2 separate regions of the Zea mays genome follow, and region 1 is linked to region 2. Evidence: chromatin contacts called from public Hi-C data. All regions are on one chromosome and are shown on one strand. The core of a region is the stretch at or near the end of the contact, and the rest is flanking DNA. Distances in the headings are between cores, read along the strand shown.

The links. A called contact is a pair of places that touch in the nucleus more often than the background predicts.
Region 1: a contact with region 2 is called in a Hi-C map of ear, with 4 times the contacts expected there. The contact joins two enhancer-like sites. A contact is called at or near these places in 9 of 25 Hi-C or Micro-C datasets (ear, endosperm, leaf and 3 more).

The regions. Positions count from the first base shown.
Region 1 is chr9:93,157,999-93,161,523 of Zm-B73-REFERENCE-NAM-5.0, forward strand. LOC100216965 (solute carrier family 35 member B1) reads right to left here. Exons shown (of 7, transcript NM_001143346.1): 6 at 3,227-3,348; 7 at 2,524-3,143. The coding sequence ends at 2,723. Among protein-coding and RNA genes, the nearest start is that of LOC100216965, 11 kb to the right of the region's middle. Within about 2 kb of position 1,468, at least 18 of the 20 cell types and tissues checked have an H3K27ac peak or open chromatin away from gene starts, as enhancers often do. A contact at or near this core is called in ear and tassel, where this site is marked.
Region 2 is chr9:92,912,811-92,915,962 of Zm-B73-REFERENCE-NAM-5.0, forward strand. No RefSeq gene overlaps it. Among protein-coding and RNA genes, the nearest start is that of LOC103638669, 10 kb to the left of the region's middle. Within about 2 kb of position 1,386, at least 5 of the 20 cell types and tissues checked have an H3K27ac peak or open chromatin away from gene starts, as enhancers often do. A contact at or near this core is called in ear and tassel, where this site is marked.

The DNA.
Region 1 (3,525 bases), core at 218-2,717, 250 kb after region 2:
CATGCGTGTCGAGGTGTCATTCTCGAACACAGAGCAACCATTCTAGATCTCATCGGAATGCGCATATAAATAGATGGCCCTTGGATTGCTATAGGTCGCAATCACACAATCATACGAACATCGTTGTAGCAGTAGGCACGAAGATGGTAAGCTCACCTGATTCTGTGCCGGCCAGATCGAGGCCGATGGCGACGATACAGGATCACTTCCTGTTTGTGACCGATCCGATGCAAAGCCACATCAACCCGGCGCGGCGGCTGGCGGTGCGCGTCGCGGCGGCGATGCCGAACGCGCGCGTCACCTTCTCCACCGCCGTCAGCGGCCACCGCCACATGTTCCCGCACCTGACGTCCCCCGACGGCGAGGTCGTCCAGGGCGTCGTCTCGTACATCCCCTACTCGGACGGCTTCGACGGCGGGTTCAACCCGGAGGCGCACGGCGTCGGCGCGTACAGGGAGCGCGCGCGCCAAGTCGGGTCCGAGACGCTCGCGTCCATCGTCGCCCGCCTCGCCAGGCGGGGTCACCCCGTGACGCGCGTCGTGTACACCGCGCTCGTCGGGTGGGTCCCCGCGGTCGTGCGCGCGGGCGGCGTCCCCGCGGCGCTGTACTGGGTAAAGCCGGCCACTGTGTTCGCCGTGTACTACCACTGCTTCCACGGCCACGGCGCGCTCCTGGACTCCTGCGCGGGCGACGCCGACGCGGACCCTAACGCCACCGTCCGCCTGCCGGGCCTCCCGCCGCTTAAGGCCGACGCCCTCCCGTCCTTCGCGTCCATGGCCTCGCCGGGGAGCCGCAACTACCTGACGCTCGACATGCTGCGCGACATCTTCCTGGCGCTTGATGAACACGGGCCCACTGTGCTCGTGGACACGTTCGACGCGCTGGAACCCGAGGCGCTGCGCGCGGTGCCGCGGTTCAACCTCATCGCCGTGGGCCCGGTGGTGGTGGATGAGCCGTGCAGGCCATGCGTGGAGTTGTTCCAGCCCAACGATGCCACCGCGTGCATGGGCTGGCTGGACACGATGCCGGCGCGCTCCGTGGTGTTCGTGTCCTTCGGCAGCATCCTCTCGTTGAGCAAGCGGCAGGACGAGGAGCTGAGGCGCGGCCTGGAGGCCACCGGCCGGGCATACCTCCTGGTGGCACGCAAGGGCAACAATGGTGGTAGCGATGGTAGCGGGAAGGGGATGGTGGTGGAGTGGTGCAACCAGACGAAGGTTCTGTCGCACGGCGCTGTCGGGTGCTTCGTCACGCACTGCCGGTGGGACTCGACGCTGGAGAGCATTACAGGCGGCGTGCCGATGGTAGCCGTGCCGAGGTGGGCGGACCAGCCGACCGTGGCAGCACTAGTGGAGGCATCTGCGGGCGTGGGCGTGCGTGCGCGGGTGGACGGCGACGGAGTGGTGGAGCGTCGTGAGCTGCAGCGGTGCGTCGAGAAGGTCATGGGAAGCACGGACAGCGCTTCGGCAGTGAGGGCACGCGCAGAGTGCTGGGGCCAACGCGCCAAAGAGGCGGCCGCCGTAGGGGGGACGTCGCAGAGGAATCTCCGAGCGTTTGCGTCCGGGCTGTGACTTGTGAGCCACGCACCGATGCGTCACGCATATGGTCAAAATAAACACGGATTTTACCATGACCATTCACGTTAATAATGTTTGTTGACAAGAAATGAGCCCACTGCTCATTGACGGTAGCAATCGACACTGGACAGCGACTTCGTCGTCTTTGTTTCTTCCGATTATTAATTCAACAATTCGGAGACTAGAATAAAACATAACTAGCAAGGTGGTCCACGTAAATAAAATAATAGCTAATTATTTTGACTTTTCTAGATAGATAAAACAACCAAAACCTATCTAAACAAGCCAAAAACAACATATAACTAGCAACGAAGGGAGTATGAAAAAGAAATTAGAACAACCTTGCTTAACTTGCCTTGGTTGCTATTTATGCTCATTATTTGATACATGGCCTAATATGACTCAAAGTCTAAATCTATTATAATTTTAAGATTCTATCTCTATCCTTAACCATGTATATTTATATCTCTAAAGATGTGGTCGACAAATCGTCTATATGATCATGGAAAACATTGTTTTACACTACATAGACTGCACTGCATATAGATTGAAATTTGAAATGGGATAGGAACTGCACTGCATATAGATTGAAATTTGAAATAGGATAGGATGAATAAGACTGCGCCCTTGGCAGTGGGAAGAAAGCAGACGACCATATGATCTAATTTGAAGTCCTATGCTGATTTTAAGTCCTGTGCTTCTGCCATCTTCTCCACTTCATTCAATGAGCATTTCAATATAGTTTTCAGGTTCGAATTTTAAAATCAAATTCAAATTTAAAAGATAAAAAAAGGAATCATCAGTTAAATTTATGCTCCACAAGTAAGAAAAAAACTGCTATGTTCACCGAGTTAGGCTCCTGAGTTAAGGACTATTCGTATATTCCTTATATTGTTTAGGTGGGTATTTTCTTCTAGTAGCATAAGACAAATCCACGAGATCAACATTTAAGTGAAACACATGAATCCTCCCTCTAGAACATAAATTAGAGCTGTTACCAATAGCTCAGCCTCACACTTGGTATCACTCATAATAATCCATGTAAAAGTTCCTAATTTCAAACAGACTGCATTAACGTTATCCTGGTCAACCTCACAAGAGATCTGTCCAATTGAAGTTACAAATCAGAAAAGGTTGAAGAATCAAGCTTACTCCTTGTGCTCTCTGCCTTTCTTTCTCTTCCATTTGAGATATATTTGGATAGAGAGGCCTAAGAAGACCATCACAACACTACCCCATTGCTTCAAAGATAATGGATTGCCACTGATGACGGATGAAACCACAATGCTCATGAATTTACGGGTGGTAGTGATTGTTGTGTTAGTAAGAGAGCCAAACCGGCTGATGGTTAAGAAGATGAAGTTCTGCCCCACGGCGCCACATAGGCAGAATAGGAAAATGTCCCAGGCCACCTCTGGGTTCTCCTGGCAAAATCTCAATGCCTCAAAACCATTTGCATATGGCCAGTTACTGAATAGTAATGGCGCAACAAACATAATTACAGCATTATATATGGTCCCCCAGAGGTTCATGCCAAGCATTATATCCCATGGGTTTGTTTTTGGGTACCTACATCAAACATTTCTTCTATTTAGAATAATGATCATAATGTTTCATGATAGCTTGGTATAAGATAGGGAGAATCTAATTACCTTGACTTTATTAAATCTTGGGTCGAGTTAGTATATCCATCAAAAGCTAAGTTGAGGAAGCACAATGTGTAACCAAGAGGTGCATTAGGGTTGGCAAGCTTCTTAATTGTCTTGGAGCTTGTCTGAAAAGTAGCAGAAAACAGATTTTAGAAACTCAGCACTTGCACACATCAGTATAGTTAAAAACCTAAACATTAGTGATCCAATTGAAATAATGGTATGGCACAAATTTAGATAGTTTTCCTTCAGGTGATGCCATAACCAAACACCAGAGTTCCTGATCAAACGATTTGATCAGC
Region 2 (3,152 bases), core at 136-2,635:
GACAAAAAGTATTTAAAAACGCCTACCGTGGGGCTCGAACCCATGACCACAAGTTTAAGAGCCTTGTATTTTACCAACTGAGCTAGACAAGTTTTCTATACAGAACGGAGCTCGGCGCCAAGATCTATGGCGCCGAGCTCGGTACCACGTCGGCGCCACGACGTCCGTTTGTGCCAACGCAGCACGTACCTCGGCGCCATAGCCTATGGCGCCGAGCTGTGTTACCTCGGCGCCACAGGCTACGGCGCCGAGTAAAGGGTCCAAAAATGACATTAAAATTTTCTAGGGTCTAAACGTGAATTTTTTTCCGATGAAGGACCAAAATGCAAAAAATTCGGCACTATCGCACACCCTCAGCTGCTCCAATTAGCCAAGCGTTTGATCGGCAGGAGGTTCTATGACCCGTCAGTGCAGAGTGTCATGAAGCTATGGCTGTTCAAGGTCATCTCAGGCCCTGGTGACAAGCCCATGATTGTAGTCAACTACAAGGGTGAGGAGAAGCAGTTCGCTGCTGAGGAGATCTCCTCTGTGGTCCTCATCAAGATGAAGGAGATTGCAAAAGCCTATAGCGATTCCACCATCAATGACGCAGTGGTGACAGTACCGTCTACTTCAATGACTCGCAGAGGCAGGCCACCACGGACGACAGTGTCATTGCGGGCCTTAATGTGATGTGTCATATTCTCGGATTGGGATATATGGCGTCTAAAGCAGAAGTTGAGCCATCAATCGTTGTCTACACTGTCAGTGGCTTGACGGCAAGCCATATTTCGAGGAGTGGGGAATGTCAGCCCTGTTACACAAGAGGCGGCTGCGCCAATCACGGACGACAAGGATGGAGATAGCCGAGGGTCTGCCGAGGCAAGTAACTGAGCACGTCCAAGGCGTGAGAAGTGTGGCAACGTCTGTATTACTGGGCCGAGTTGGTCGTGTAAGGGTTAGCTGGGCCGAGCTGCCGAGAAAGTATAAAGGATACAACTTAGGCAATTGTAAGGATATCGAATAACCAAAATAGCAAATCCATTTTCACAGCTACTCCTATCTTCTTCTTCCCCACGACATCTCTTCTTCCTTTACCTACGCCCCCAGCAACTGTTGTTCGTGCACTAGTCGACGGAGTTGCTAACAGCGCAGGTGGACGGTGGTTGTGTGCTGCGCGCCGCGGAGCTGGGGCGGTGCGTCGAGGATGTCATGGGGGACGAGACAGCCACGGCTAAGGTGAGGCGCATGGCAGGGGAATGGAAGCGGGTAGTTGCGGAAGCTATAGGAAAAGGAGGCTCGTCATATAAATCTCGTGGCATTTGTAGACGCTGGAAGGAGCAGCACCAGCACTTGAAGCGGACATGTGCCTCTGTCGACTGTCGTCCGCCGGAATTCAGTCGATGGAGTCATGGACCGTGTGTCAAGTGCAGGGAGCAGCACTCAAGAGTGACACATGCAAATGGCAATGCATGAACTGTGTGTCATGTGATCGGCGCCGAAAGCTGTCATGTTCAAGGGAATCTACTCATTTGTACTCAGAAAAGATGTCATGGTCGAGCAGCTACCCAAGTGTTTGTTGTTCCCAAGTTCAAGCTTCTGTCTGGATCTGCAGTGCTCGCACAGAACTCACTTGCAGCTACATCAAAAGCCTAAAACAGGCAAACGGATGTCCTCCGTATCGCAGGGGAGCGGTGCAAGTGAAGGGGAGGAGAATGCTTTTCTGAATTAAGAAATCACAGATGGATGAACCAAACACGCATTTCATTTTAACTAGCAAAGTGTCTTACGTTACTACAGTTTTCATTTATGCTTACATGTACAATATAAGACACAAATATATGTATGTTCCGTTGGTAGTTAGGTTTTTGTGAATGTGAGTTTAGATCCAACACCATGATTCAAATCTCTATTTGTGCATAGTTTTAATATTTTACTATTTAAATATGGGGGACTGTAACACCCTGAATTTGAGGGTATAAAATTTCTTTTTTATGATCATCCAAATTCAGGTGTTACTTTTCTCTATCTCACTCTAGTTTCTCTCTCTCTCTCTAGTTTTCCCTCTCTCTTTCTCTTTTAATTAGAGTTAGTTGTATTAGTGAGGGATTATTTATTTTATTTTGCCCCAAAACATATGAGTCATGGAATGTTGCATCATATTGAGCCTAAATATTCTTTGAATTGTTGCACGTATTTGATTTGGTTTGAATTTGAAACTTGAATTGAATTTGAATTGAAAACTCTAGAGAAAATAAATAGAAAAGGCAATAGAAATTCCAGGAAAATAGAAAAGGCCATTTTGGCCCAAGCCAGACCAATAAGCCCAGCCCGCGCGCACCCCCCTATGTCTGACAGGCGGGCCCCCTGTCGGTGCAAGCTAGCGCGCTCACTTCTCTCCCACTCTCTGTCCCGTGGGCCAGACCTGTCGGCGCTGGTTCTCTCGCGCGCACCCGCTCTCCCTCTCTCTGCCCCGCCATCCCCACCTGTCAGCCCGTCTCTAACCTATCACCCATGATCTCCCCGCCGTGGACGCGCCCACGACCGTGCGTTCTTCGGCCACGTCCGAGCCCCCACGCCCCTTTTGAGCCCCGCGCCCTGCTCGCCCACCTCCCCTCTTTCATTTGCGCCCTCTGCCCAGCTCCCTCGCCCTCTCTCTCGCTCTGCCTACACGAACCGAGAGCTCCGCTACCGCCCGCCGACGCCCACCGTCTGTTCCGTGGCCGCCGTTGCGCCCGTGCCCCGTCCAGTGCCACGGTGAGCTTCGCCTTGCCGTCAGCTACTCGGGACACCCATTGGTGTGCCCTCTCCCTCCCTACTGTGCGCCCGGTCCACGCTCACCGGAGCGTTTTCTTGCGCAGCCGGAGTCCTCCACCGTCGCTCCATCGAGCCCCTGCGCCTCCGCCGTTGCTTCGCGACGCCAGCGCTTCTCGAGGTGAGCAACCTGCCCGTGCCCTTAATTTGGTTATCCTCGCTCTATAGCTCGCACGATTGCTCGTCGGAGCAATCTAGCGCCGCCGTTAGCCCGCTCCACCGTGGTCTGCGCTCTCTGGTGCCCTCGTGCCGGCGTGAAGGTCATGGCCGAGTCCGCCAGACCCCCTTGATTGCGCCCAGGCTAATCCCCGAGTCTCTAGTGCCCTGCCGTGGCCGGTCTGCTCGTCTCCAGCGAACTC